Regions from separate parts of the Mus musculus genome. Here region 2 is linked to region 1. A link is a contact called in public HiChIP or PLAC-seq data. All regions are on one chromosome and are shown on one strand. The core of a region is the stretch at or near the end of the contact, and the rest is flanking DNA. Distances in the headings are between cores, read along the strand shown.

Region 1 (4,138 bases), core at 527-3,026:
GATTTAACAACACTACCAGGTTCTCATACTTTTCCATTCAGTCTCTGTTCTTCAGGCACCTCAGTCTGGACACTAGAGATTGAATGTCATCACCTGCTAAAAGCCATTGATTCTCTGATGCCTTATAGTTTCCAGAAAATCTCCCTAAATCACATTAGTCATTCAAAAAGAAAAAAAAAAGGAAAGGAAAAATAAAAACCTTTTCCAAATTCAGTAGCAGTTTTGACTCTCTAGTTTTACATACATCTCAATTATCATAATAACTAGATGTATATTTTGGTGCTTGACATAAATGTGACTTTCAACTTATATATGAACTTGGGATCTGAATACTTGATAAGGAAATGTCAAAAGAATAATGTCAAACATTCTGACAAAAATAGAATATTAAAATCTAGAACTTGAAGAGGGCTGGGGTTCAACTGCATGATGGAGAACTTGCCTGCCATGTGTGAGTGCCTGGGTTCAGTACTCAGCCAAAGGGGATAGTTGAGAACTGGAAAGGATTAGAACTTCAAGTATTGAAGTAGGGCCAGCAGGTCACAGCTCCAATTCAATGGGCACATGTCTGTAACTTCTTCTGAGCAGTGTCCTAGGCAGGGTTTGGAACCATAGACTTTAGACTATCATGTACCTTCCTTCTTGGCTCTGTTTTCATCCTTCACAAGTTTGATAGCACTGGAATGCTTCAGTGACTGCTGTCTCCAAGGTTAAGTTGACACTGACACCTCCCTAAGCATCTAGCAGCATCGCAAAGTGCAAACAGAGGACACCTAGGACCTTAGAGAGTTGTTTTATCACACATGCTGCTTGTTAGGTTTGTGAGGTGACCTCTCTGACATCCCCTCAACTTCAGGATGGTTATGGTAATCTACTCCCAGCCTGTCTTATGGGCCAATGAGAAAATTGCATAAAAAACAGTTTAGAAAAATTCTGTGGCCCATAGAGGAGTTGTCAGTTGTCCTCCTACTTCTTCTGTTCTGAAACATCTCCTTTCTATGATTCTAGAAAAAAAAAAAAAAAAACATGGGTAATTACATCTTCTTTTCTAACAAAACCACCAGCCCCACTGCCATGGTTATAAATGGTGCTGTTTAGAGTGGGGAGAGGAAAGCAGCAAAAGACCCTTGACCAGCTTTCTGGCAGAATTAGCATTACTCTAATTATAATACATAATGCAGCCTGTGTTATCTGATGGCATCCCACACTAGGACAGAGTTTGAGGAGAGCCAGCCTGCTATGTTAACTAGAAATTAGATTGGACACCAATGCTGTCATCAGGATGGAAAGCTGTCAGAGAGCATAATAGTGAAACTGAAAAAGGGCACCGAAGAGTAGCATCAGAGACCAAGAGAGGCCAAGGTGCCCAGCAGGGCTCTCTGAGACCAGAGATTAGGCCAATCTCATTAGAAACCATCATTAACTACTCCTAAGAGGGCAGTGGGTCTCCTTAGAGTGATTTGCAGAAGGTGTTTAACTCTGATGGCTGCCAGCAAAGAGAAACATGACCATACAGGGAGCAGATAGTAGAAGTTTCAGGATCAGATTCTTTTAGAACAACAAGAGCTTGGGTTTATAGCCTAATGTGCTATTTTGATTTCTACTTCTTTCTATTCTCTGTCTGTCTGTCTCTCGGTCTGTCTCTCTGTCTCTGTCTCTCACTCTATCTCCCTCTGTGTCTGTCTCTCCCACTCACCCCCTTAGGTTTACTAGGAGCACTTCAAAGAGAATTATACTTCTATCTTCTGTAAGTTTCACCCCCCCCATCTTCTATGACTCATTTGAGCTTCTAAAATGAAGCAGTCTTAGCCCTCCCCAGACTGTAAACTCCCTCAGGGAGAGGGAGCTGTCTAATTCTTCACGGACTGCATAATATTTAAGATGACAGCCATTCACACTTCTCTAGACCGGGATTTCATTATCCACCCTCTACCTGCTTTAAACGATACAGCTCAAGCTCCTTCTATCTCTGTGAACATCTGGTTCAGCCTCCGTACTGATCTCCCTCATGTAGTCTCATCTCCGTCCCCTCATTGTGCCTGAATCCATCTTTTATCTGCTGCCACAGCAAGGAGACAACTTAACATGCTTACTCACTCACACAGTTTCTCATTAAAAATGCCCAGAAATTCTCCCTGGCTAGTGGTCTAGGCATAAACAAGCCCTATTCTTGACAACAAGCTACATGGTCCCCACCCTGTGTTTTCCACTCATTGCCCACTGTTCCTGCTCACTCAGTGATGATTCTGTTTGTTCTGCACCCCTCTCATCCTCACCCCCACACACGGACAGTTGTCCCCTTGACTCTCTAGTTCTGTTTGTGTTCTTCTGTTCCTCTACCTAGGGTCTTAATCTCTCTAGCTTCTTTCCTTTGATCTTTTCTTCATACCAAGGTAACACAACTACCCTGAGATTTATCCTGATACCTCAGTATCTTTTCTGCTCCACTCAGCTGTATCCAGCTCAACACTGGATGTGATCCAAGTCCTATGGGATTCAACACGTGGACATCCCTTAGACATGCTTCTCTCTGCTCTACTTTTATGACACAACAATATCAGCAGATCTACACAATGGGTCTTCAACCGGTCTCTTTACAAGCATCTTTTCTGATAAGTAGTGAGACCTTAATGGTGCCTTTTTCATGCTCCAAAATATTTCCTGTTAGTAAAGATGAAAATCAAACTTAATACAGAAGCTTTACCAAGCCCTGGAGCTTATCTTAAATCCAAGGTTAACTAAGGTCTCTGTGGTTTTGTTCCATGCTGTGTCTATTAGTTCCCAACCTGCTCTCAGTGATCAGATATGCTTCAGGAAAGGCCATCATGGAAATAGAGGTTTATGTCAGTTTGCAGTGAGTAAGGATTCAGTCAGGCATGAAGCTGGGGCATGGAGGCAGGATCTTGAGGCCCAGGGTATGGGTCAGGCAGAAGAGATGAGTACAGATTCTCACCGGGCTTCTCCTTTTCTCTCCTTATCCAGTCCAGACTCCAGCTCCTAGGATGGTACAACTCACATGTATACAGACTCAACACACTCAATGAACCCTATCTGGACACACCATCACAAGTACTTGTCCGTGGGTCAGGCTGTTTCTTCACACTCCACTCTGGTGTTCTTCTGCAATGTCCTCAAATAGGCCATGCTTTCTTATTTCTTAGCCCACCCCATGTTCTCTTTCTGGAATATTCTCAGCCTATCTACTCCATTAATCCGGATATAGCTTTAAAGTCATGATTCAAGCTTAAGTTCTCATAAACATCTCTTGATGTTCTAGAGAAGTGATTCACAAACTATATGTCATGACCCCTTTTGGGGGTCAAATGACCCTTTCACAGGATTGCCTAAACCATTGGAAAATACACACACTTACATTACAGTTCATAACTGTAGCAAAATTACAGTTATGAAATAACATCAAAAAGAATTTTATGGTTGGGGGGTCACCAAAACATGGGGAACTACATTAAAGGGCCGCGGCTTTAGGAAGGTTGAGAACCATTGCCTCAGAGACTCTACTGAACACTCTTATAGCAGTCTGTGCCTTTCAATAGTGAAAAGACATGAATTAATCCCTGTGTGGAAAGTAAAATGTTCACAAACCTTCCTGCATATAGAAATGAATTAGTAATGTTATTTTCTTTATATTTTTGCTTGACAAACTGCTACTCAGTTTCTTGGATATAGGTTAGAGCTCACTTAATTAAACTATAATTTCCTGTGCCCTGTGTTCTACATGGAGAGGAGGAGTGTGCTACAAAATTCATGCTTACTGACTGACATCTTTACATGGAGACTTGTCACAGCCTGTCATCCCTAACATCACACTCTTATTCCCAACTCTGTCTCATCTGTAAGAATGAAGTTCTAGCCAGATAGAAGGTACTGTGTTCTAAGTATATCTAGGGCTATAATGCAGAGCCAGAGTCCAACATCATCCAAACACTCAAGTGATAGAAGCAGAAGGATTGCTGTGAGTTTGAGTTTGGAGTTTGTGGCCACCCCAAGCTATAGTGTAAAATTATGTCTCTAAAACAAAAATAAATCAACAGCAACAAAGGGAAATAGGGACAGAATATCTGATGTGAAGAAATATCCATAAACATTCTACAGCAGGGTTTTCGTGTAACCTTGGTCT
Region 2 (4,138 bases), core at 1,178-3,677, 250 kb before region 1:
AAATAGACATTAACCAGCTCAACTCTGAGTTGGTCAAGATGGAATTACCAAGTAGAGCAGTTTCCAGGAAAATTTCTCCTTGGACATCTTCTTTATTGTAGAGATCTATGAGTCTTTTCTCCCATCTATGTGTTTTCCTTGTCTGAAGGTACTGAGCTGGCTCAGACTGTCCAGATATTCATATCTTCTCTATGAATAGACAGCTTGCAAGTAACCCTGGGAGAGTACAGGTTTTCTCCTGGCTATACAGTACCAACTTGACTGCAATCCATCTTCTCTGTCACCTTAAACTTCCATACTTTTGTCTTTTCCTCGGAGCATTGACAATCGTAAGGAGGTTTGCACATTTTAATGAGAAAGCCCTCCAATCCCCTTTGGGTATTTTTCTGCACCTCTATGAGAAGTTAGGTTTCAACTTCAGGAACTTTCCTATCACTTGCCACAGAAATTCCATGGCAACATCTATACAATTCCCAAGAGACTACACTCCTGTTGAAATCAGGAGTTCTGTCTTTCATTCTGAATCTTCTCAGGCCAGTGACTAATGCCCTTCCTGGCTCATTAGTGGCAAAAGGGTATTTGTGGAAGAGATAAATGCTAATGTATTACCCAGCCTTAAAAAAATAAGTCATTTTCAGAAGACTGACAGGTGAGGGCAAGGAAATCTTAAGTGTAACATGTAAGTGAAGTTTCATGGGGTCATCAGGCAAAGATAGGTCCAGGAGGCTTCTGGTCTCTTTGTCTTCTGAGACCCCTCTCCAGAGTCCAGCTCTTTCCCTGTGCATATTACCACTAGAATCTCCCACAAACTGGGCATGATATCTCTAGGATAAAATGATTCTATCCCAACCACATCCTTAAGATGGCTCAAGACTGAGTTTAATTATTGCTGCACGATGATCTAGGCAGTGAAGCTCTGGGGTTGGGCTATTGATTGGTTCTGCCAGTTCTTCAGATTCATCTTTGAAGACCAGCCAACTCCTTAAAATGAGGGCTGAGGAGTAGGGATGCTATCCTTCAAAACAGAGGGGCTATTACAAGAAGGGAGAAACTAGATAAGCTGAGCTCAGTGCCCCCACCCTCAAGCAATTTGTGTTTTCTTAGAACCCATGGATATGTTCTTGCCTGCAGCTGGAATTAATCTATTCCTCAAAAGGGATGCCTTGTCTGGCTCTGCAGAAACCTGAAACACCAGGCTGGGCTTATACTCAGCATAGACCCTACCTTCTCAGAGAAGACTGGGACAGGGGATGGGTAGGAGGGAACTGAATGAGAGGGCAGCAATAATATAAATGGTAAAAAAACAAACAAACAAACAAAAACCCAAACAAACAAACAAGCAAAAAAACAAAAGCAAAGAACCCTCAAGTGAGAGCAGTATGAATCAAAGGTGGGCTCTATGTTCATGGCAGGTGTTCACAGAAGAGAAGCAGGCAGCCACACTTCTATGGCCTTGTGAAGATGGGGCTATACACTGAGGCCTTGTGTGTATAAGCATGGGGTAAAAAGGCTTGCCAGCACTCCCCACCAGCTAGGAGTAAGTCTGGGAACACACTATCCCCACAGAACTTCTGGAAAGAACCAACACTGCTGACACCCGGAGCTTTGGCTCCCTGGATCCAAATGTAAGCACATAAATTTGACTGCTTTAAGCTGCAAGTTAGTGGCTATTTCTTTATGGAAGACCTAGAATTTATACATGGCTGCCTACCGAGAATGGGTTGTTCTGATTGGGAGCTATCACCCCATGAGCCAGGTGTCTGCCAAGAGACCAGGCTAGCATTTGTACTTATTTCAGTCAACATCTATTCTACTCTCAAACCAGACCATATGGAACCCAGTGATGTCATGAGCCTCTTTGTCCTTTACTAGGCAGTGTAGAGGCCTTACATGGTGGCATATATCTATAATCCCAACCCCTGGGAAGTAAAGATAGAAGAGTGGGTCAGAAGTTTAAGGTTATCCTCTGCTACCAAGTAATTGAAAGACCAGCCTAGGCTCCAGGAGATCCTGTTTCAAAACAACAAAACTAAACAACTGACTTTTCTATCTATAGTGGAGAAGACAGAAAGGCCTGAGAACCCAGGCCAACTGAATGACAACAGGCATCTGGCATGTGGGTGAAGAACAGGGTTACAGAACAGGGATAGAGAACATTGACCTTGACAAGGCCTAGACTCCAGACTCTAATTTGTGCTGTCATCTCTCCATATGCACATGTGAATGAAGGCTGGGTCAGTCAGCGTGAGAGGGGTAGGGAGAGGCATGAGCCCAACTTGCTGTGAGCTGTGGTGAGCTGAGTGCTTTGGAATTAGGGCTCTGCATTCTGTCTTTTTCCATTTTCCCCCTTTCCCTAAGAATAGGGAGCAGCTCATCTCTGTGCTGGTTCTTACAAGTGTGTTATGTTTCCAGCTCATTAGCAGCATTTGTTTTCCTTGTCTCCAGCCCACAAGCAGTCCTGACAGCGGCAAGGGTGCTGGAACGGCTTCCTGGAGGCTGGCAGCCTGCTCACTGACAGCCCAGGGAAGCCAGCCAGGTGTGCAAAGTGCCAGGCAGGATGAAGGCACCATGGATTTGGTTTTGGGATGCTCTGGAGAGGAACGAGGAGTGGAGAATATGCACAAAAATGATTTTTTAAAAAAAGATGAAACCATCACCCACCTTCAGGATCTCACATTAACTTTTCATGAGTCAGATGAGTTTTCAATATGTGAATAGACCCTTCATGAGTAAGGAAGCGAACAGGAAGAAGGGAGGAGAGAAAAGAGGGAGGGAGGGAGAGAAGGAGAGAGGACTAAGGAAAAAGAACAAAGCTGCTCCCTTCAATTCTTCCCCTCCTCTCCCTTTGTTTCTCCTTCCCTCACTCCCTGGTTTCTTCTCTCCCTCCCTCCCTCCGTCCCTCCCTCCCTCCCTTCCTTCCTTCCTTCCTTCCTTCCTTCCTTCCTTCCTTCCTTCCTTCCTTCCTTCCTTCCTTCCTTCCTTCCTTCCCTCCCTTCTTTCATTCCTCCTTCCCCCTCCTTTTTTTCAAAATAATAAACTACCACAAATTAGCCAAGCTGCTATTTTTCAGTTAAGTTCCCATCACAGCACCTTTTCTGTGCACTGTATGCAAGTAAACCAAGCATACCCTGTGTCTCAGATAACCTACTGTTGCTGTGATAAAACATCATGACCAAAAGCAACTTGGGAGAGAAGGGTTTGTTTTAGCTTTTAGTTGAGATGAAGTGATGTCTGGTCAGGAACTCAAGGCAGCAATCTGAAGACAGGAACTGAAGCAGAGGCCGTGGAGGATCACTACTTACTGGGTTGTTCCTCATAGATTGCTCAGCTTGCTATCTTACCCAACATAGAACCACCTGTTTAGGCATGACTCGCATACAGTGAGCTGGGACCTCCAAAATCAATCATTGTCAAGAGAACGTCCCATGGACTTGCCTATAGGTCAATCTGATGGTAGTATTGTCTTATCTGAAGCTCCCTCTTCTCAGATGACCCTAGCTTGTATCAAGTTGATAAAACAAACAAACAAACAAACAAACAAACAAACAAAACCTAACTAACTAACTAACTGACTGACTGACTGACTGACTGACCAGTATTTCCATGATGAACTGAAGTTGAATGTCATTCTCAGCTACAAAGCAAGTTCAGTTGAAGACCATCACCCAACATCACTGTCAATCAATTGTCCAGTCTTATCAGATGCAAGAAGTGCTGGCTAAAAATGTAAAACCCAGACATCTCAGTACACAGAAGTTTGAGACAAAGCAAAAAACTGTTGCCAAAAAAGAGAAACATTTTAAAACAAATGAAAATTTGCCTACAGACTGTCAAACAAAACAGTACTAAGTCACTTGGGCCAGCCTTTTACACTGTGTAGCTACGCTGTGGGTATGTGGAACGTGAATGCTGAGATGTTATATCACATGGTGAAATAGCAAGTCAGGCCAGTGCTATACCACACCTTAACATCTTCCCTCAGCATCCCGTGGCTCCTGCAATACTACCCACCCATAGTCAGCTAGATAGTTCCCACACTGATGCTTCTTGCTGTCCTCCACTGCATCCATGTGTCCCTTTCTCCTACAGACTGTCCTTGATGTCTTTAAAAGTGGCTCTTTTGTTGTTTTATTTGAGA

What was found. HiChIP or PLAC-seq counts read pairs in DNA pulled down with a chosen protein or histone mark.
Region 2: an H3K27ac HiChIP or PLAC-seq map of SST interneurons shows a contact between it and region 1, with 4 times the contacts expected there. The contact joins two enhancer-like sites. A contact is called at or near these places in 1 of 15 datasets of contacts at CTCF or cohesin (the NIH/3T3 cell line), 2 of 484 Hi-C or Micro-C datasets (both in cortical neurons) and 1 of 115 datasets of contacts at active chromatin or transcription factors (SST interneurons).

What each region holds. Positions count from the first base shown.
Region 1 is chr11:56,375,454-56,379,591 of GRCm38.p6, reverse strand. No RefSeq gene overlaps it. Among named protein-coding and RNA genes, the nearest start is that of Gm32500, 48 kb to the left of the region's middle. Within about 2 kb of position 1,776, at least 7 of the 459 cell types and tissues checked have an H3K27ac peak or open chromatin away from gene starts, as enhancers often do. A contact at or near this core is called in SST interneurons, where this site is marked.
Region 2 is chr11:56,626,185-56,630,322 of GRCm38.p6, reverse strand. The region is part of intron 5 of Gm46261 (a long non-coding RNA gene); the gene reads left to right. Among named protein-coding and RNA genes, the nearest start is that of Gm32649, 4.7 kb to the right of the region's middle. Within about 2 kb of position 2,427, at least 21 of the 459 cell types and tissues checked have an H3K27ac peak or open chromatin away from gene starts, as enhancers often do. A contact at or near this core is called in SST interneurons, where this site is marked.